Regions from separate parts of the Mus musculus genome. Here regions 1, 2, 3, 4, 6 and 7 are each linked to region 5. A link is a contact called in public Hi-C, HiChIP or PLAC-seq, Micro-C and promoter capture Hi-C data. All regions are on one chromosome and are shown on one strand. The core of a region is the stretch at or near the end of the contact, and the rest is flanking DNA. Distances in the headings are between cores, read along the strand shown. Region 1 holds the start of Sstr2 (somatostatin receptor 2). Region 2 holds the start of Cog1 (component of oligomeric golgi complex 1). Region 3 has its middle 13 kb from the start of Gm30337. Region 4 has its middle 160 kb from the start of Gm30337. Region 5 holds the start of Sox9 (SRY (sex determining region Y)-box 9). Region 6 holds the start of Slc39a11 (solute carrier family 39 (metal ion transporter), member 11). Region 7 overlaps Gm30337 (a long non-coding RNA gene).

Evidence for each region. Promoter capture Hi-C pulls out the DNA fragments that hold promoters and counts their contacts. Hi-C and Micro-C count contacts between places; a contact is called where the count stands out from the background. HiChIP or PLAC-seq counts read pairs in DNA pulled down with a chosen protein or histone mark.
Region 1: a contact with region 5 is called in an H3K4me3 HiChIP or PLAC-seq map of embryonic stem cells, with 10 times the contacts expected there. The contact joins the promoter of Sstr2 here to the promoter of Sox9 in region 5. A contact is called at or near these places in 4 of 39 promoter capture datasets (embryonic stem cells, hippocampal neurons, liver and 1 more), 4 of 484 Hi-C or Micro-C datasets (embryonic stem cells and neural progenitor cells), 6 of 115 datasets of contacts at active chromatin or transcription factors (craniofacial prominence, embryonic forebrain, embryonic stem cells and 2 more) and 1 of 9 other capture datasets (embryonic stem cells).
Region 2: a Hi-C map of muscle stem cells shows a contact between it and region 5, with 4 times the contacts expected there. The contact joins the promoter of Cog1 here to the promoter of Sox9 in region 5. A contact is called at or near these places in 1 of 39 promoter capture datasets (liver), 4 of 484 Hi-C or Micro-C datasets (cortical neurons, embryonic stem cells and muscle stem cells) and 3 of 115 datasets of contacts at active chromatin or transcription factors (the NIH/3T3 cell line, neural tube and pancreatic cancer cells).
Region 3: a promoter capture Hi-C map of frontonasal cranial neural crest shows a contact between it and region 5, with 31 times the contacts expected there. The contact joins the enhancer-like site here to the promoter of Sox9 in region 5. A contact is called at or near these places in 10 of 39 promoter capture datasets (the 3T3-L1 cell line, the C10 cell line, cranial neural crest and 6 more), 1 of 484 Hi-C or Micro-C datasets (adipose-derived mesenchymal stem cells) and 7 of 115 datasets of contacts at active chromatin or transcription factors (embryonic basal ganglia, embryonic forebrain, embryonic hindbrain and 4 more).
Region 4: an H3K4me3 HiChIP or PLAC-seq map of embryonic limb bud shows a contact between it and region 5, with 8 times the contacts expected there. The contact joins the enhancer-like site here to the promoter of Sox9 in region 5. A contact is called at or near these places in 9 of 39 promoter capture datasets (the 3T3-L1 cell line, frontonasal cranial neural crest, hippocampal neurons and 4 more), 4 of 484 Hi-C or Micro-C datasets (the AML12 cell line, the N1E-115 cell line, adipose-derived mesenchymal stem cells and 1 more), 5 of 115 datasets of contacts at active chromatin or transcription factors (embryonic basal ganglia, embryonic forebrain, embryonic limb bud and 2 more) and 1 of 9 other capture datasets (embryonic stem cells).
Region 6: a contact with region 5 is called in a Micro-C map of embryonic stem cells, with 4 times the contacts expected there. The contact joins the promoter of Slc39a11 here to the promoter of Sox9 in region 5. A contact is called at or near these places in 2 of 39 promoter capture datasets (embryonic stem cells and stem cell-derived epiblast-like cells), 23 of 484 Hi-C or Micro-C datasets (adipose-derived mesenchymal stem cells, embryonic stem cells, muscle stem cells and 1 more), 4 of 115 datasets of contacts at active chromatin or transcription factors (all in embryonic stem cells) and 1 of 9 other capture datasets (embryonic stem cells).
Region 7: a contact with region 5 is called in an H3K4me3 HiChIP or PLAC-seq map of embryonic limb bud, with 7 times the contacts expected there. The contact joins the enhancer-like site here to the promoter of Sox9 in region 5. A contact is called at or near these places in 10 of 39 promoter capture datasets (the 3T3-L1 cell line, cranial neural crest, embryonic stem cells and 6 more), 2 of 484 Hi-C or Micro-C datasets (embryonic fibroblasts and stem cell-derived neural progenitor cells) and 9 of 115 datasets of contacts at active chromatin or transcription factors (cardiomyocytes, craniofacial prominence, embryonic basal ganglia and 6 more).

The regions. Positions count from the first base shown.
Region 1 is chr11:113,618,019-113,620,910 of GRCm38.p6, forward strand. It overlaps Sstr2 (somatostatin receptor 2), which reads left to right and starts at 1,309. Exons shown (of 2, transcript NM_001042606.3): 1 at 1,309-1,604. It also overlaps a transcript of Slc39a11 not described here.
Region 2 is chr11:113,648,264-113,650,963 of GRCm38.p6, forward strand. It overlaps Cog1 (component of oligomeric golgi complex 1), which reads left to right and starts at 1,266. Exons shown (of 14, transcript NM_013581.3): 1 at 1,266-1,612. The coding sequence starts at 1,298. It also overlaps a transcript of Slc39a11 not described here.
Region 3 is chr11:111,788,268-111,791,180 of GRCm38.p6, forward strand. No RefSeq gene overlaps it. Among named protein-coding and RNA genes, the nearest start is that of Gm30337, 13 kb to the right of the region's middle. Within about 2 kb of position 1,609, at least 2 of the 459 cell types and tissues checked have an H3K27ac peak or open chromatin away from gene starts, as enhancers often do.
Region 4 is chr11:111,959,905-111,962,758 of GRCm38.p6, forward strand. No RefSeq gene overlaps it. Among named protein-coding and RNA genes, the nearest start is that of Gm30337, 160 kb to the left of the region's middle. Within about 2 kb of position 1,602, at least 38 of the 459 cell types and tissues checked have an H3K27ac peak or open chromatin away from gene starts, as enhancers often do. A contact at or near this core is called in the N1E-115 cell line, adipose-derived mesenchymal stem cells, embryonic limb bud and 1 more, where this site is marked.
Region 5 is chr11:112,780,952-112,783,651 of GRCm38.p6, forward strand. Sox9 (SRY (sex determining region Y)-box 9) reads left to right here and starts at 1,259. Exons shown (of 3, transcript NM_011448.4): 1 at 1,259-2,064. The coding sequence starts at 1,634. RefSeq lists an enhancer at 1-88, a cis regulatory region at 865-879 and a promoter at 1,081-1,588.
Region 6 is chr11:113,564,394-113,567,338 of GRCm38.p6, forward strand. Slc39a11 (solute carrier family 39 (metal ion transporter), member 11) reads right to left here and starts at 1,422. Exons shown (of 10, transcript NM_027216.5): 1 at 1,283-1,422.
Region 7 is chr11:111,827,181-111,829,885 of GRCm38.p6, forward strand. All of the region lies in intron 1 of Gm30337 (a long non-coding RNA gene), which reads left to right. Among named protein-coding and RNA genes, the nearest start is that of Gm30337, 26 kb to the left of the region's middle. Within about 2 kb of position 1,326, at least 5 of the 459 cell types and tissues checked have an H3K27ac peak or open chromatin away from gene starts, as enhancers often do. A contact at or near this core is called in embryonic limb bud, where this site is marked.

The DNA.
Region 1 (2,892 bases), core at 59-2,558, 840 kb after region 5:
TCTTTCCCCCAGGGCCACTCCCCTCGTTCTGAGAGCTGCACTATTCAACCCTTCAACCCCGCCCATAAAAAAACCTAAAGACAAGCCAACCCACACAACACTAGGACCCGACAACCACTGCTTCAATCTCCATCAAGTCCACAGAGCCCACACATCTCGTAGAGATGGTGCCAGTGAGCGACACTCTGACTTACAAGAATTCCGGGCTGCTTTTACCTGCTGCCTGGCTCCCTGTCAAAACTCACCGCACATACACAACTCCTGGATTTATGCTTTTCCCCGATGAACCCGCAAGCAGATCAAAAACAGGATGGCTGCATCAGGACCCACAGAGAAAGCTAATCGGGGGGGGGGGGGTTTGTTTTCTGATTTTTCATGTTCTAGAAACCACCAGGGTGCACTCACTGTCTCTGTCTGTCTGTCTGTCTCTGCCCCTCTCTCTCTCCTCTCTCTCCCCTCTCTCTCCTCTCTCTCTCCTCTCTCTCTCTCTCTCTCTCTCTCTCTCTCTCTGGGGGAGTGTTAAGAGGTGAAGGAAGGGAGGCTACAGGATTGATTATGACTTATTAAACTATTGGAACATCGGCTGAATCATCACAGTCAAAAAATAAATAGCTGCAACTTGATGCGACACATCTCCCACTTCTTGTGAGTCCCTCCTTGCTCCCGCAGAGCGCCACAGCGCGCGTAGGCGGAACGGTTGGGCTGGGGCTGGGTCAGACCAGCAAGCAGTGACTGACGGGCTAAATTAAAGCTAGAAGAGACTGCATGGCCCGGGGCCTCCAGTTGGGAGAGCGGTGGAGCCCGCGGAGCCTGCTGGCTGCAGGAACTGAAGCCAGGTGCCCCGCGCTTGCACACCTGCAGGCGCCTGCACGGGAGACACGCTTGCTGCTGTCACCCCTTTTTCCTCTGCCCTTAGCCTGACTCTGCAACCTGTGCCCTGTTCCCGGGACTGGACCGTGGTAGGCACGGCTTTGCAAACTTGAGAACACGTCTTAAAGGTCCCGGAGCTAGTCTAGGTCACCCAAGTCGCCGCACCAGCTGCCTGGAATTTGTTGGGTAAAACCAGACCGAGTCACTGAAATCGGAAAGAAAGCCACGCGCGCCCTCATAGGGAGGAGTCGTGGAGACACTGACATCGCTTCACCATCCAACAGCATCAAGGTCTGCTGTCTTATCCTGGGCCACCCGCAGGTTTTCTCCACTCTGCTCACCGGGTCCAACAGGACCCGGCAGGCGGAGCCAAGCTGCCGTGACGTCACGGGCGGGGGCGTGGGGAAGTGTGCCCAGGGGCTGCCACCCGCCCGGGCCACTGCTAGCGGCGCAGCCACCGGCGCGCTCGCGAGGCCACCGGCGCCTGGAGCACCAGTCCGCGGCTGGGCGTCAATGATCTACAGGCCAAGCTAGCTCTCTCGGGGCCCGGGCAAGCTCTCTCAGACGCCAGAAGGGCCAGCACGAGCCAGCCAAGGAAGCTGGGAGCCCCGGGAGCCACTGCTGAGCGCCAAACACCCGCTAAGCCTGCTGTGCTCCTGGACGCCCAGCTGGGTAAAAGAACAGCTTCTGGGTGCTAGAGAACACAGGGAAGCGAGTGCTCGAGGAAAACCAAGGTGAGGGGTGCCAGTGTGCATACGCGTGTGTCACCGTGAGATGGAGGGAGGGACAAGCACACTTTGGGCACCTGCATGCATCTGTTCTGGGGATAGACCGCCGATCCCGGCGACCTGCACGTTGGTCCCGGCGCGCAAATTCTCTGTTTTTGTGCCTTTGGAGGTGACAGGTGGATGAAAGATGCATATCGTGGTGTCTGGGGTGGAAAGGTAGTGTGTTCTGGGACGGATTTGTTCTCAAAGAAAATGCCCAAGTACCGTGGCGTGTGCCCTGCGTGTCCGATGGGGACAACTTGTTTCCTAGCCACCTGCGAAACAGCCCTGGTCCGAGGAAAGAGACACCAGCTAAAGGAGAAGGGACATGCCAAGTGCCACCACAGGGTCCACAGTCTGAGACCTAAGTTAGGGAGGGACAGTGATGGGGACGTCACCGAAAAAGAAGGAAAGCAGATTCTTCAGGGCTCTTTATCGCCCTGATGGGGAGGCAGCCCAAATTCGTCTGCGGTCAGGTCCCCCTCCCTCCCCCCCCCCCCCACCCGCCGCCCTCAGGCAGAGAATCTGTCTAGATTGGAGAGAACCAGCTACTGAATGGTCAGGTCCCCAAGCGACTGTCAGCGCTCCTAGCTGCCCCTGGCACCTCAGTCCCCTCTGCGTTTCGAAGCTGGACATTGCAGGCACCGCAATCCACTCTCCCTCAGTCTGCCTAGAAACGGTAAAGATCCCTTAGGGAACACGTTGTTTCCAGAGTCAGCGAGTTATGACCCTAAATATTTTCCTCACACTAACTCCATCGTCCTGAGCCTCGCTTATCTACCTTCGCCCCAATGGCGAGGGGCACTCTAGCATCGTGGTGGGCTACACAGGGCTGCTGCAAGTTCCAACCTCAGATTCTTGGAGGGGTGTGTGTGTGTGTGTGTGTGTGTGTGTGTGTGTGTGTGTGTGTAGGTGTCTGGTAGGCTTGGAGATGGGGAGGTCTTGAGGGCTCACAACAGAAAGATGCTGGAAAGAAACTAAACCCACCTGTCCCTCCTCTAGTTGTGGAGCAGTCTGTGGGAGGGAAAGAGGGGGTTCCTGAGTGGAAACCCTTCTTTCCATCGGAGCCAGGGGACGCCACCCACCAAGCTACAGGCCAGTATTTAGCAGCAAAGCAGAGAGCCTGACTTCCCAGGGCATTTAATTTAAGCACAATTCAACAAGTATCGCCCGGTGGCATTTGCAATTCACTTGCAGTGAGATGATTGGAAAAGGAAAAGACGCCACTTGGAGGTCTTGGGCTTGTTACATAGGG
Region 2 (2,700 bases), core at 16-2,515, 870 kb after region 5:
ACACGGAAGACAGATTCTGCAGGCTCAGAAGCAAAACAGCACCAAAGCAGCCGGTAGCGCGGGACTATAGAAAGGACTGCACGTCACCGCTGCGCCACCAGGGGGCGCGCTGTGCTGGGGGAACTCTGACGCGTAGGCGGTATCTCAAGCCAAGTGGCTTGAGTTCTGAGTTAACCCCCTTCCCCGAGGTAAGTAAAATTCCCTGGGCTTCAGTTGTGCATAGAGCAGGGACTCTTCTTGCTGGAATGTCGTAAGTAAACCCCCTTATTTAGATATCAATCTATTGCTGTGACATTTGCCTCGAAGTAGTGGCAGTGGTGAACGGGAGAGAAAACCCAGAGGCTGTCTGTGGTACAGGGCTGCTGAACACACAATACTGTTTTCTCTGTGTTAACATAGGAAAGAATTCTTCAGCAAACTTTTCCAAAACGAAGGGCCCTGAACGGACTTATGAACAGCAAGCCAGAACGTCCAGGTTTTCTTACTGGGTCAATCTCAGGATGTCCAATCCTCTGGCATCATGGACTCCCCATCGTTCTCCACCACAGGAGGCCTGTAACAGGGAAACCCATTTTGTGGCCACTAAACAATATTTAAATAAAATAGAAGACCCAGGTAACAAGGTGGACCACAGCCGTCACTCAGATCTCCAGCTGCCAAGTCCTAAGGGAAGAGTCCCAAGGCCCAGTCCTGGTTGCTGTGATGGTCTATCGAAGGCAAAAGCGTGCATGCATGTAAGACCGACAGCAACACGACCATACGTGCATCTTTACCATAATGAACCCCACGGTGAAGCTCTTCCCTCCCCAGGAAAGGGTTTGGGTGCGACGCAAGGGGCTCCGGGCCACTAAGACTTTGACCACCAAGTACAACCTTAACTATTTCGCTTCTCTAAGGAAACGAGCGCTCAGGGTAGGCGAGATGGCACAGCAGGCAAAGGCGATTGCCGCCAAAGCCGATAAAATTCCATCTAAAATTCTATACTGAGATCCTCATGGCAGGAGTGAGCCTCCTGCAACTTATGACCTCCGCGCGCATCTGTTTCTGTCGCACGTACTCCACCTACATAGGGTGAGAATGGGGAGGAAGAGGGAAGGAAGGAAGAGTGAAGGAGAGAGAAGGGAGATTGTAACAGTAAAAAATAAGCTCTGGAGAGCAGCACTGCCACCGAGGCTCAGTCCCTGGGACCACCGAGGCTCCCGACCTGGCGGAAGCACTTCCGCCCCCATCCATGATGGCGGGAGGGCGGGGCGGGGCTGGCAGGCGGAAGCGGCCGGCGGATCCCTGGCTTAGCACCATGGCGGCCGCGACCGCCTCCTCCGCGCTCAAGCGGCTGGATCTGCGCGATCCCAACGCGCTCTTCGAGACTCATGGAGCGGAGGAGATCCGCGGGCTGGAGCGCCAGGTCCGAGCCGAGATCGAACACAAGAAGGAGGAGCTGCGGCAGATGGTGGGCGAGCGGTACCGCGACCTGATCGAGGCGGCGGACACCATCGGCCAGATGCGCCGCTGCGCCGAGGGCCTGGTGGACGCCGTGCAGGCCACCGATCAATACTGCGCCCGCCTCCGCCAGGCCGGCTCCGTGGCGCCCCGGGTCCCACGGGCCCCGCAGGTCAGTCCGGGATCCGAACCCGCCACGTCCCTCCGCCCCCGCCGCCCGGCGGACCCCACCCCTCACCTTCCGCCGGAGGAGCCCGCCCCTCGCCGCCGCGGGCTACCGGGAGGCGTCTGCGGGCCTTCCTCGGGACGCTGGTCCGCTGCCGAAAAGCCAGCCGGCCTTTTGCTCCGGGAGCCTTCCCGGACTTCCGGACGATTCCCTCGCCTCCCGTGGGTTCGCTGCGCTCTCCTTCCCTTTTAACTGAAAACGCCAGGGGTCTCTCGACTGTCAGATCTCTCCCGTTAGCTCACACCTTCCTGTCAAAGTCATTCATTCATTCCCCATCCCACCCTGAGCCCGACCGAGCCTGGAGAATTGGGGGAGGGTAGCCTCAGCCGTCAGACCCTCCCCCTTTTAATAGGTGAGCAGTTTCATTTCAGGCTGGTTTAAAAAACTCAGGGTATCCTGATGTCCTCCCATGAAACGTTTAAGACCCGATGCGGATCGAATTCTGACATTGGGTGTTGGCTTAGGAATGAGCAGAGGGCGCCGAGGGTAAATAGTTTTTAACCTAGGAGAACTTACTGTAACAGAAGAAGAAATTACAAAAGCACACTAGCCCACATGTGGAGCCAGCTTTCTTGCGCTACTTAGGTGTCAGAAAATCCAAGCCAAAAAAACTAGGGCAGTATAATGAACGTGGGCAAAGAAGGTTGGAACTTTGTCAGCCTGTCACTCCCTAAGCTACACATTAAGTACAGCCCCCTTCCCAAATGGACAGACTTAGCTGGCTAGCTTCAACTATGTAAGCCCAGTCTTAGAAATGGATTGATTTTCATGGTTATGGCTGGTGCATTTCTGGGGGAATGCCCTCTCCGTTCAAATCATAAACAGGAGCCTCCCAAGATGTTCTTGAAGTTTACATTCTAATTAAAGAAAGAAATTCTTGGGAAATTGAATTTTTAAAATATGAATAATTTAGAATGGCAGTAGAAAATAGTTTAGCATAAAGGTGATTAATCGCCACATGTCCATTTAATGTAATAGTTCGGAAGGAAGGAGTGAGTTAGGTGTGGCTCCTCCCCAGTAAGGACAACTGAGAT
Region 3 (2,913 bases), core at 359-2,858, 990 kb before region 5:
GAGTCAGAAAAATCACCTTTTCTCCCAGGCTTCATGGTCACTGTCTTCTCAAGACTATCTTGGATCTTGGATCATTCCCCACTTCTTTTTTTTTAAAAATATTTTTTATTACGTATTTTCCTCAATTACATTTCCAATACTATCCCAAAAGTCCACCATACCCTCCCCCCCCCACACCCCTACCGACCCATTCCCACTTTTTGGCCCTGGCGTTCCCCTGTACTGGGGCATATAAAGTTTACAGAGACAAAGTTTGGAGCTGAGACAAAAGGATGGACCATCTAGAGACTGCCATATCCAGGGATCCATCCCATAATTAGCCTCCAAACGATGACACCATTACATACACTAGCAAGTGTTTGCTGAAAGGACCCTGATATAGCTGTCTCTTGTGAGACTAGGCCAGGGCCTAGCAAACACATAAGTGGATGCTCACAGTCAGCTATTGGATGGATCACAGGGCCCCCAATGGAGGAGCTAGAGAAAGTATCCAAGGAGCTAAAGAGATCTGCAACCTTGTAGGTGCAACAACATTATGAACTAACCAGTACCCTGGAGCTCTTGACTCTAGCTGCATATGTATCAAAAGATGGCCTAGTCGGCCATCACTGGAAAGAGAGGCCCATTGGACATGCAAACTTTATATGCCCCAGTACAGGGGAACGTCATTCCCCACTTCTAAGATTATTAGCAGGTATAGCCGTGTCTGGCTTTTGCTGTGGGTACTGAGGATTTGAGCTCATCTTCCTCCTGATATAGCTAGCAAGTTCTCTTATACGGAGTCACCTCTCCAGTCTTAATGCTCCATCTGGCTCATTGTGAGGAAATCACCATGTCACTAAAATCACCATGTGACTTTACAGTAAAACATCCATAAATCATAGAGATCATTTATTATGCAAGTTGAATAGTTTGCTGAAAAATGAAAATGTTACAGGCAGACTGCTATAACGACCACACAGTTACAATCTTATTGAGAGTAATTCTAAAAGCTTCTGGAAATTCATCCACAACGACATCAGAACCACAGCAACCAACTCTTTGATCCCTTGTTAGTCCCCTGTTAAAGTTGTTGACTCAGTTATTTGTCCCTTGTTTTAGAGTTTGGTGTTGGTGGAGTTTGTAAAAAGAGGTATTTGTCTAGATGGCCACAACTTGCCAAGTAGACCCATCTTACAGGTGAAGGTATGGAGGTGAGCCCTGTCGTCATAGTCGAGAGATTTCTTTGTTCACACCAAACATATTGGTCAAGCTATAATAAAACTTTCTTAGCTCATTATTCTCAGAAACGTGCTCCACCATCACAGGAGTTCCTTTTGGTTTGTCTAAGGGCCCCCACAGTAGATTTCTCCAAGCAAACAAGGACCAAATCTTTTGAAACATCCACAGCCACAGCATCACTTCAGGACAGCCGTCTTTCATTCCCATGCAAACGGACACCAGGATGGAAAGGTGGTGCATATATTACCCACATCTGTCTGCTACAAATCTGACTCAGTTTCATGCTTTTAGGACAAATTCCAGGCAAAGGGCCACTGGGAGAGGCTCCATTTCTCTATACCCCATGCCCAGCCTTGTCAGTTAGGCTGCAGAATAATTTCTTTCATAAGGTCTGTCTTAGCCAAAGTAAACAAACCCGTGCCCCGTGGCATGAGACCTCGAAAGGGAAGGGACTGTGTTCTGAATTACACTCCAAGGGGAGTTGACCTGAGATCAGATGCCTTAAGACCTGGAAAGCAGCGAGACAGGCGTATATCAAAGATGGACTTTATCATTTGGTACGGTTGGAAAATCGATTTTCTATATATGGAGCCATGGCACGGATAAAGCCCACCTCACAGACCCCAGCTTTCCTTCCCCCATGGTACAAATTAAATGGATGCCATTTGGTTTTGAGCACAAGAGCAACCAATGACTCCGAGTTGGAAGCAACCATTGAAAGGGATAGAAAAACAAACTTTTAATAAAGAAATGGAAAGATGTCATATACTTGCGCTGATTAAATTAGCAAGAAAATATAGGCCTGTCCAAACGCCCCATGCTGCTTCCTTATGCATCTAATGGAAAACTTGTTCCTGATCCAGGATTTTATTATTATTGTTATTATTTGAAATGCCACTTTCAGAAAAAAAAATTTCCATTTGATACCCACCTTACTAGGAGAGACTTGGTATGAAAATAAATAGTCGAAAATGTGCAGTGACTGGAGTAGTGTGAGCCAAATTCAAGCTAAATTTCCATCTGGACCTTAGCATTGCTACCACCCAGAAACATTTTCTGTATTTCACTTTTATCCATTTTAACAGCATATATTTTATTTACTCCATGATAGGTTTGTGTTCTAAACGATGTGTAGGCAACCATTCTGATCATACGCACACTGAGATACACCCTCCCTCTCTCCCAAGACCCCAACTTCTCCCTTCCACCTCCCTCCCCCCCCCCCCCCGCAAGAACTGCCAAATCTGTCTCTTTAACTCCATGCAGGTACCCCCATCTTCTTTCTCTCACATGAATACCAAGGAGTTTCTTTTTCTACCCATGTCCTGGAATCCCCAACTTTATAGTACACCACAAATCACCAAAGCCCCCCTCCCACTCCGCACAGGAACCCCCAATTTCTCCCTCACAATTTTATAATAGATTATATTTGCTCATCGTCAGAAGAAATTCAGGTGGTTCTTAAAGGTAAAATGCTATTCTGTGAATATATATATATAGAGAGAGAGGGGGGGGGGGATAAATCTTTCAAACATCTCGCAGCAGCCCCCCCCCCCCCGCGGTTTTTCTACAGCATCGCATGATTCTATCTGCTAGAAACAGGAGATTGGCCTAAGATATTCACCACAGCAAAGGAGTGTAATATTTTAGTGTGTTGGAGATAACAGCTGTCAGATAAATTCTAGATAGACA
Region 4 (2,854 bases), core at 352-2,851, 820 kb before region 5:
CACGCATGCACAATTATAAAAATTATCTTTAATTACTTATTGGACACTAGGTACTATTCCAGAAGTTGAAAACAGAACCCTGAAGCAGTAACAGAGAGGAAACGGGCAATACATTATAATAACGGTTAAATGGGGTGCTAAAAGATACCGATGTGAATGAAAAGGAGGATGAAAAAGAGGTAGAGGAATGGATAGAGGGAGTTGCACTTCAGCAACTGAGGGTCAGTAGTGGGCTTCCTTGGACAGATGATGTGGGTGTGGATACAGAGCAACCTGAGGAGATGGAGACATTGAGCAATACAGAGCTCCAGGCAGATGGAGAATGGAATAAGACCAACCCAACAGTGGGAAACATGGAAGGGAAGTGTCAGAGGTCAATGTGCAGGAACACAAAGAGGCATTTCGATTTTAATGTGGAAATTGATGTGATTGAATTGGCATGGATGGAAACTAACTGTTGTGTAATGACGATCACCTATTTATAAGTTGTTATTCTGCTGAAGTTTACTTTAGGTGCTCATTCATTCTATTGTTGTTGATAGGACCCTTCTGTGTGCTAGCATTCCCGTGACACGAGAAACACTTCTTTATTTCCACAGTCAAATCCCCTGCTTTCATGTCAACTTCCATATCAACCGGCATTACTAATATATATATATATATATATATATATATATATATATGTGTGTGTGTGTGTGTGTGTGTGTGTGTGTGTGTGTTTGTGTGTGTGTATGTATATATATATATATATATATATATATATATATATATATTGATGATACATGCTGGAAACCTTACAAAACATATAAAAAATACATAGCAAAATCCCTTGCATGTATGATTGCCTTTAGTGATTAATTCCATGAAATGCAAGTTGGATCTAAAGGGATTAAGATTTGGTAGTATGATCTATTTACAAGTTCACCACCATGACATAATGTATAATCTCTATGATTATAGTAATTATTTAAGTCATGACACTGAACACACAGAAGCTTCACTTCCAAACGTCATGCTGATAGTGCCTTATCTCATTAGAATCTTTTCCCTGGGTTTCAGTTTCTTTTTAATACTGCAAAGATAAACAACTAAGGAAGAAGCTAGAACATTGGTTTAAGCAGAGCTTAGAAGTGGATGCCACAGTTTCTGAAAACCATTTTATTTTTTTCCGAGTCACTCAATCATCAGGTTTGTGATACACAGTGACCTGTCAGAAGGATGACCTTGCTCATCTGACATAGTTAATAGAGAGCAGGACTTAATGACTCTTTCACTGATTCTGACCAGCGGGCTAGACAAAGGAGCATCCTGACTGATCGTCATTTATGCCTCCAGCAGGGTTTTGGCCGAACAGGCTTAGAGTGTGACTGACAGAGCACCAGGCAGCAGAGGGACCCGTCTGCTATTGTCATTATTGCTTTGCTGACTTCCCATGCACTGGTTATGACCAGCGTCTCACATTTCCCTTTAATATTTCTGAAGCACTTTGGCACTCTGAATCCATTTCCTCTTAATGCTTCAGCTATCTCAGTAGTCTCTCTGAATAACATCTCTGGGTTGCTATCTTTTGGGACTCCATCAAACTTGCTTGGTCATACAGTAGGCGGATGAAATAAGCCTGTTAATAAGAAGGAGAAAAATCCATCCAGCTTCTAATAGCCTTATGATTCATTCCCTGGTGGCTCCGCAGCCTTTCTGAACAACGCTGATTGCCATCTGGTTTCTTTGGGGATGATAAATTCAGCAATAAATATGGTTCTTGGTACTCTGTCCCTCTAAATCCAAGTCACAAATACTGTGAGTCACAAGTTCCCACCCAACAACACAACAGCTCACTACAGAACTCAAATGATCCTTTGACATTGCCTGTACCACCCAACTACTAGTTTTGTCTAGGTTACGTTTCTTTTGGATTCACTACAGGATTTTTTTTTCCTTAACAGACATACACACACACACACACACACACACACACACACACACTTTTTTTTTTTTTTAAGAGGCAGGGGCATGAAGCCAAATGAACTGCGTTAAGCAGTGGGTTCCATTTTAGGTGTTGACAGTGTATAATAAATCCAGACCTACCTAACATTTACAGGAACATTATAAAATGAGTGCAAAGCTATGAGCTGGTTGCCAGGCCAACCAGACAAACACAATAAACAGGCAACTGTGACAGGGATAAGTTACACCATCCCTCCGGTCTGAAATATATCACTTTACATTGGTCTTTGACCACATTGAAAGCTTTTTGTTTTATATTTTTCAAAACTCTCTTTTACAGCACAGATTAGCATTAAATCTTTTCAGATGAGGAAGTCTCTCTCTCTCTCTCTCTCTTGCTTTTTTTATCTCCCCAAACTTGCATGTCTCCAAAAGAGCGAACATTTATTTTTATTTTAACCGTAATTAAAAAATAAATTCAAGTCTGAGGAACAACGTTCAGGCTCAAATCCTGAAGGTTCCCTTCTGGCAGATTAAAAAGGGGGAAAAAAATCCCTAGACTAGAAAGAAAATAAACAATAGCAGTAGTCAGTGTACTTAGTTGGTTTAAATGGTCTCCTAAAATGGCAGCATAGCTACCCTCCCACTTAACCCTTTGTACGCTAGTCTCCACTCTGAAATTCCTTTTGTCTTCGAGCAGCACCAATTTTATAAGAGCAAGAGACTATAGGATGCCATCTCTAGAAGCATCTTAGAAATTATTAATCTCAATAGTTTTGGCAGAAAAACAATACACAGACATATAGTGGATGGGTTTGGTTTTTCTCCCTTAATTAAAAACAATATTTTTCACTATTTATGATAAATTAAAATATTAATTTTTTTCTTACAGAAATTCCTAGAACTCAAA
Region 5 (2,700 bases), core at 9-2,508:
CCCTTAGCCAACCTTGCTCTAAGAGTTTGAGTAAACACGCAGCTTCGGCTCCAAGCACTCTTAAAGTGCAACGGACACCTAAGTGGCCTCCCCCAGAACGCCCACCTGTGTGCAGGTCTAAGAGGACGCAACTAAAGTCCAGACGCCTAGAGCTTCGCCCTCTTAGGTATCTGGTAAAAGGAAGGCCCAAGCAAGGGAGCCACAGGGCTCCGCCAAAGTGGCCCGTTTTGTCTGGAGTCTCCAGTCCAAGTCAAGGGCCTTCTCGGCCTCACCGCCCGGCCCTGCCACCTTTGCAAACTTCGCCCTCAACCCCGGAGTAGTTTTGCAAACTCCAGTGGCGAGCCTGACGGTGTTTGTGACTCAGTCAGGAGGCAAGAAGCAGAACTCTAAAGTAATAATCCTGACTACGAGGGGCGTCAGAGTACTGGAGGGGCCGGGAAAGGACTTGTCAGTTCAAGGTCGGCGTGGCCCACGGGACCGGCCGCAAGAGCCGGGGACTGCGCGGTCCCTGCCGCCAGCCTTTGCCTGGTGCTCGGCTTTGGTTTTCATTGATTCCCCACTGCGGGAGCGCAGCAGAAGCTCCAGTCACCACACCAGCTTCGTTGAACCAGAGCGCGTTAATCTATTTATATGGATTATTACAGAGAACAGCGGGCGTTGAGTCACCCAAACATTTGCTTCCAAAAGACCATTTCTAAGCACTTTTTTTGGAAGCCGGCAGACTCCAGGCGCAGAAGCCCAGCTCCGCTTTGACGAGCAGCTGTTGCAATTTCCATTGCTGTAAACGCCAGCGAAGTCCCGGGTACCACGGAGACAGCATCGAAAAGTGGGGGTGGGGGGTTGTGGAGGGTCCTAGTCTAGACACGCTCGCGTGCACGCGCACACACACACACACACACACACATACACACACACACACACACACACACACACACACACACATCGGTTCACACGGAGACCGTTCCAAAACTGTGACATTCCGAGAGTAGAGAGCAAACTTACACACTCGGACGTCCCGGGTCCCCCGCTTGCCCCGCGCCCCCCTCCAAGTCCCCTCACCCCACCATCCACCCTCTGGCTGAGCTCCCCTCCCTTCTCCTCCCCTCCTGTCTCGTCACCCAACCCGGAGCCACAATCCTCCCCAGCCCCCCTTCCAAAATCCGGTCCAATCAGCGACTTGCCAACACTGATGACTCAAGAGCTAGCCGTGATTGGCCCGAGGTATCTAACGTGAAGGAGGAGTATTTATTAGAGACCCTGAGCTGGAAGTCGGAGAGCCGAGAGCGCTGCTCGGAACTGCCTGGAAACTTCTGTGGGAGCGACAACTTTACCAGTTTCAGTCCAGGAACTTTTCTTTGCAAGAGAGACGAGGTGCAAGTGGCCCCGGTTTCGTTCTCTGTTTTCCCTCCCTCCTCCTCCGCTCCGACTCGCCTTCCCCGGGTTTAGAGCCGGCAGCTGAGACCCGCCACCCAGCGCCTCTGCTAAGTGCCCGCCGCCGCAGCCCGGTGACGCGCCAACCTCCCCGGGAGCCGTTCGCTCGGCGTCCGCGTCCGGGCAGCTGAGGGAAGAGGAGCCCCAGCCGCCGCGGCTTCTCGCCTTTCCCGGCCACCCGCCCCCTGCCCCGGGCTCGCGTATGAATCTCCTGGACCCCTTCATGAAGATGACCGACGAGCAGGAGAAGGGCCTGTCTGGCGCCCCCAGCCCCACCATGTCGGAGGACTCGGCTGGTTCGCCCTGTCCCTCGGGCTCCGGCTCGGACACGGAGAACACCCGGCCCCAGGAGAACACCTTCCCCAAGGGCGAGCCGGATCTGAAGAAGGAGAGCGAGGAAGATAAGTTCCCCGTGTGCATCCGCGAGGCGGTCAGCCAGGTGCTGAAGGGCTACGACTGGACGCTGGTGCCCATGCCCGTGCGCGTCAACGGCTCCAGCAAGAACAAGCCACACGTCAAGCGACCCATGAACGCCTTCATGGTGTGGGCGCAGGCTGCGCGCAGGAAGCTGGCAGACCAGTACCCGCATCTGCACAACGCGGAGCTCAGCAAGACTCTGGGCAAGCTCTGGAGGTGAGCGCGCGGGCCGCCAGGGAGGGCTCGGTGGCTAGGGGGGACGCGGGCTGCACTCACCGACCCCGCCCCGCCTCCCTGAGCCGCGGAGTTGTGCATCCTGGGGTCTTTGGTCCAGGATGCAGGGCGGCCGGGGGCGGGGGGAGGGAGTGGCTCAGATTTTGAGAAAGTTCTTGGGATTGCTCTTGGTTATGGCGGGGGGGGGGGGAATGGGGGCGTGAATATGACTGCTTTTAGGAAGGTAGAAAGGAGTGAGGGGGTGTGCCAGCCTGGTCCCTCTGGAAAGGAACAATTAGAGGAAGCAAGCCCACCTTCCTTAGGCCAACTGCGCTCATTCCTGGGGAGATGGAGTGAAGGGAAAGTGTAACTGAGACTAGAGGAGACCCAGGCAAGAATTGGGCAAAGCTACTGAGAACCGGCAGGGGCATGGATCAACAGAGCGAGCTTCTTGCAATTTAAATGGGTTTTCGGAAAGTTTTTACTGCGTGTTGGGAGGGGTGGACCGCTCCGGTAGCAAAGGCGTTTAGAGCAGCCTCAGCAGGGAGCTATTTCCATCTTCAGGGTTTCCAAAATAGGAGGCCAGGGGAGGGGGCGGGGCGAAGAGTGACCGCTCAGGTCGACTCTGAGCACTTTTTT
Region 6 (2,945 bases), core at 172-2,671, 780 kb after region 5:
AAGAAACGATTCCCATTTGCCAGCCAGCAAAATCAAACCAAAGGGAGTTGTGCGTCTCCATGGCGGCCAGAGAGATAGGAAAACACTCTTCTAAGTTCACTGCATAACTGAGTTCCTGAGAACTCAGAGCCCTGGCCACCCACCACTTATCACAGTGTGAGCCCAGCACGCCTCTTCTTCCACTCACTGTTTGAAAACTCTGGCTACTCTCTAAGGGTGGTGGAAAGCCAGATGTCTGGTCCCTCTTGAGAGCTACTTAGATGATTTTTTTTTTAATGTAGCCTGGAACTTACTGTGTAGCAGAGAGTGGCTTTGAACTCCTGATCCTCCTGCCTTCCACCTCCCAAAGCCGGAATTGCCAGAGTGTGCTACAATAGCTGGTTTTTGTGGTACTGGGGAATCAAACTCAGAGCTTTGTACATGGTAAGCAAGCACTCTACCATAGGGGCTCCATCTCCAGCCGTTGGAGCTACGTAAAAGCACAGGGCGCAGGCGACATCACACACTTGTGGGATTCCCCAAATCTGCACCTTATTTAACTCCATGGGGGAGTTAAATCTTGCCAGGCAGTCTGCTTCAGACTTTCTCCAGAGCTGGATATTGACATCATAAACTGGACCAGTGACCAGGACAGGGGACCATTCTCCACCCATCCTATAACTTGAGAGAAGCCAACAGCGGGCTGACAGCACAGAGCAGCCAGCTCCCATGACTCCAGTAAATTTCCTTCTGTCCTTTTCTGTCTCTTTCCCTGTCTTTTAAATGTTGCCTCCGCACTTCAAAACGCTGGTTTAGTTAAAGCGAGGCACTGCGTGGGCTTAAGGGAGCTGGCACAGAACTCGTGGACCGGACTTTACCAGAGACGCCCATGAGACAGATTCAGGATCTGGACCACTAGCATGAACATGAAAAAGTTCTCCAGGAGGCAGGCATGCTGCCGGCTCTCCAGCCTCCCCCAGACCTGCCACAGGTGGAGGTGGGAGGGGCCTCCGAATGGCTGCCACTGATACCACAGGTCCCTTGTCCCCTATACACACCACCATGAAACAATGAATGAAGAGACCCTTGGCTGTGCACTCAGGAGCTTCGCATCACTGTCTCCAGCTCATCCTAGGGTGGAGCAGAGGGGTCCCAAACACCCTCCTCCCCCTGCCACCTGTCACAGCCCCTGCTGCTCTTCCAGGACTTGCACCTTAGGGCACCCCTTTGCAAGCTCCAGGCCGCTGCACACTCTCGAGACTGCCCGGCACCCCGGGCCTGAAGGAGAGAAAAGGCGACTCACTAGGGTGCCCTCTCCAGCCCCCTCTCCACTTCCATCAGCCCCCGATGCCACTCGCTCGCCCGGCTCCACTCTCGCGGTCACTTCCTGCTTCACTCCAGCACACGTGGCCCTCCACCGCCGGGCCCCGCCCCTTCGCAACCGGCGAATCCTGCCTGGAGAATAAAGTCTCAGGTTCACAGGCTTCCGTGCTCGCAGGAACAGAGGCGGGCGGGCAAAAGCAGCACTCTCCCCTTCCCCCAAGTCCACAAATGCAAAGGCGAAGGCCTAGGGCAGTGCACACACCCCAGGAAATCTTGGGGAGGCTACAGACACCCAAAGAAGGGGCACTTTGGATCAGTTCTGACGTACTTAATGTTGTCTACATCTTTTGTCATATGTCCTAAACATGACAACATAGGTCCTAACTGAGCTACGGAGCCAGTGTCAAGATGGGCAACATTCTGAAGGTCAATGGCTTTATTCTCAAGGTCAATACCTTCCATTAGAAGGATGCCCAGGCTCTGCATTCTACTTGAGCTTGCAATCTTTCACTTGCTGACTACAGCCTGTCAATGTCAATATTGAGGACCCACTGAGGGCCACATATGCGAAGCATCACCCCAGGTCATAGGCTTTCCGCTCCAGGGCTTCTATGAAAACACCTTGACTAGATTTAGCTGCAATAAAATGAAGGCCAGATATCTGGTTCAATTTGAATGTCAGGAAAACAACAAATAGTTTCTTATTATAAGTATGCCCTGTGCCCTGTAAGGGATGCACACATGCAAATGTCATGACTGTTTTTTGAAATGTAAAGTTAAATGAGTGGTCAGTGTTGCATTTGGCAGCCCAAGCATAAAGTACTCAGGACAGGAGAACAGCCTGCAGTTGGAGTATACAAAGAAGACAGTAAGAGCAGGCATCTATTACCCTCTTAGAGAGCGGTGTGCCTTCCTAGTGAGGACCACTCTGTATTCGCAGCGATGAAGGAAGAACTCTCTTAGGGTGGTTGTCCAGCTCTCAGCGAATGCCCAATCAGCTCCCACCAGGTTTTATTAACTTATATACACGCTAGGCTTAAGCATTTCACATACATTGACATCCTTCAATCTCAGGTCCTGGACCCAGGTAACCCTTTGAGCAACTTAAAAAGAGGCTGCAGACTGCAAGTCTGGCCACATAGGCAGCTAGGAGATTTACACAGCAAAGACATTGCACGCTGCCAGAACGATTTTGAGTGCAGCCGGTGCTGTTCTCTTTCTGAATAGTTGTTACCCAGGGTCATCTTGTCCACCTGGTGGAATGATGGTTTTCTAGACAGCAGCACAAAGGATTTCATGGCAGACCTGGATTTAACAATGGTTGTGACCCTGCACTCCCATCCACCCCAGCCCCAACTGCCCTTTAGGGGTATGTCTTCCATATGGGAAAAACCTAATGGCTGGTTGTTAAGTCAGGGTCGTCTCCCTTGTCGTGGGAATCAAAGTCTAACGATTGAGCGATCCTGGAGAGTAAATACTCACATCCTAGCATTCCTAAGCTTCGCTTTTCTCTAACAGGTCTTTGTGCACACTGCTTATTATCTTTGGGGTATTTTGAAAGTTGTGCTCCTTAGTTAAATTCCACTTGTATGATCTGATGTGGATTTGTGTGACTTTTCTCCTAAGCAAATCTATTAGGAAGT
Region 7 (2,705 bases), core at 76-2,575, 950 kb before region 5:
TATGTGCATGTATGTATATGCCTGTGTATATGTGTATGTGCATTTATATATGTGTATGCATATTTGTATATGTGTATATGAATTTGTATGTGTACATATCTGTATGTATGTGTGTGTCCATATGTGTGTGCATGTGTGTAGTGTGTATGTGTGTGTGTGTGTGTGTGTGTTATTCTGGTAAGATACTGTTATAATAGCACAATGGTCAAGACATCATTTGTCAATCCTGAAAAAAAGCCTTGTAGAATATATCAAATCTGGCCTATATATCTCCTAGCCCTATATGATTGGAAAACCTATAATTAAATACATGTAAAAATCACATACTTTCAGTATGTAATTAAAGAATAATAATGAGCTTATATGCTATCTCAGATGCTGAGGAGGCTGTGGAAGAGGATTCTAAATTCGAACCCTGCCTGACAGCTTAGTGAGGTTCTGTCTTGAAACAGGAAGCATGGTTATGAGGGATGTAAGAGGTCAGGGGAAAGTGCTGCTGGATGCCTTGCTCTCACTGGCTAGCTCGGATATCTATAATCCCTTTCTTAAATAGCCCAGGCCCACCTGTCTTGGGAAGGTACCATCCATGTCAACTAGACCCTCTGACACCAGTCTGCATTCATGAAAACTCCCCATAGAGCTACCTACAGATCAATCTGATGGAAGTGGGTCTTCAAGGAGACTTTCTCTTCCTAGGTCCATGGAGTTGACAACCAAGACTAGCCTCACAAAGTGTAAGAGGTGTGTATATACAGATAAGGAGTAAGCTGCTTGCAGCTTGGTGATTTCAGTAAAGAAACTGAAGTCAAAATATAGAAGTGGCTGAACTTGGCATTGCAGCTGCCAGAGGGTCATATTAAATACAATTCCATGAGCTGTTTAAATCACACAGTACCATAAATGACTATTTTTAAAACATGCACATCAAATTAATCCAACTTCTCAAACGAAGAGCCGAAAAGCCACCAAGTTGGAAGAAGTCCTTCTACTTAGGGTTCTGGGACAGCTTCTCAAATCACTAGTGTGTCTGTATACACAGATTGATGACACTATACACATACAGATTCTTAGCTTGAGACACACACCTAGAATGCTGGTGACCTCCTTTCAATGGCCGACAAAAGATTAAAACTCTCTTAAGGCAAGAGGGGGAAAGGGAGACTGCTGCTAAAATCAGAGGTACAGGACTGGACAACTGATGGTAAGCGCTCCCACAGAGTCCTTCCAGCCCCCCTCCTTCTGCGGTTTCTCTAGCTAGGCCTTCCCTGCAGAGCCTCAGCTACCTGCGGAAATAGCCAGGCTCCACTCTGAGCACCAGGCCGTCTCCTGGAGTCTCCATATAGCCAAGAGGAGCCTGAGGGTTGATCCCCTCGCCCCTATACACAGCCTTCCTTTCACCACCTTCCGTTTATACAAAGACTGGCTTATCCCATTTTTTCCCCTGTTGCCTTTGCAATGAAAAGCTCTCCACGCGCAGCCTAATAAAATTCTACGCCTGCCCAACCCCCACCCCAAAAACTCATGCCAAAAAAAAGAGAGAGAGGGGAGACTTAAAGCTGGAACTCATTTAGCTAAAGGGACTTTAGTTAACAAGAAAGTTACCCATCATGAACTGCAGGTAACACCTCCCGTGATCCTAAACCCATTACCTGGAGACTTAGCTCAGGCTGAGTTTGATTTTATGAACTGTGAGGTTGCAATGTTGAAAGTCTGCAAATTGGACATAAATTGGACGCAAAAGATTGGGGCAGCCAAGTGATTTTCTTTCTAATGGGGTAGCAGTCTTTGGCGCTTACGTGAGATTCCTCTAATCTAGAGCAGAGACCAGGATGAGAGCTATCTGCACTCCCCTCAATCCACAGATTCTCCATCCATCTATCCTTCATACCAATCAGTGAATTGATCAACCAACCAATCAATACATTAAAAAGCTTGACCATCCAACAAGTCAGCGTAGAACAAAGTCATGTGTGACAGAATATGCTGATTGCTCTGAGTCACAAGGAAGCACTTGCCCAAGAAATGATATGATGCACACACAAGAACAAGTTTACACAGAGAGAGAGAGAGACAGACAGACAGACAGACAAACTCTGATCTAAATTCTACCATTAAAAAAGAAAAAGAAGAACTGTCTCTGTAGCTTTCTGTCCTTTTCCACCATCTCCTAGTTTTTTTGATCCCATCACTTTCAGCTGACCCTTGGCCCAGGTGGCAATAGAACTGTTGCGATTCTGTTTAAGAAGGGATGAGAGCCATTGTTGTGATTAACTTTACCATTCTTTTAGCTTTATTATCAGCTTTAAAAAAATACCACTGAAAATAATCCAAAAAATGGAAGTATGTGCTTCTGGCTCTCACCAGTAGCAGAGGTTCAGTTCCTAGTCATCTGACCCCGTGAATATGGACGGGCACAACATCATAGCAGAGATGGGATTATGGGGTGGAGAGAAGCTGTTTACTTTACGTAGTATGGAAGCAGAAAGAAGAAATATAAGAAGGCATCAGGATATGCCCCCAACCAGGACCTATTTCCTTCAAGAAAGCTCCACCTATTATAAAATCTTTATAGTCTACATCATAATATGAGTCCATCGAGGGATTAACTCATTTCTTGCATCAGAGCCCGCCAGAGCTAATCTTTTCTAGGAACAAAATTAGAGATCAGAATCTCGGAAATGTATACATATATATCTTAACTATAA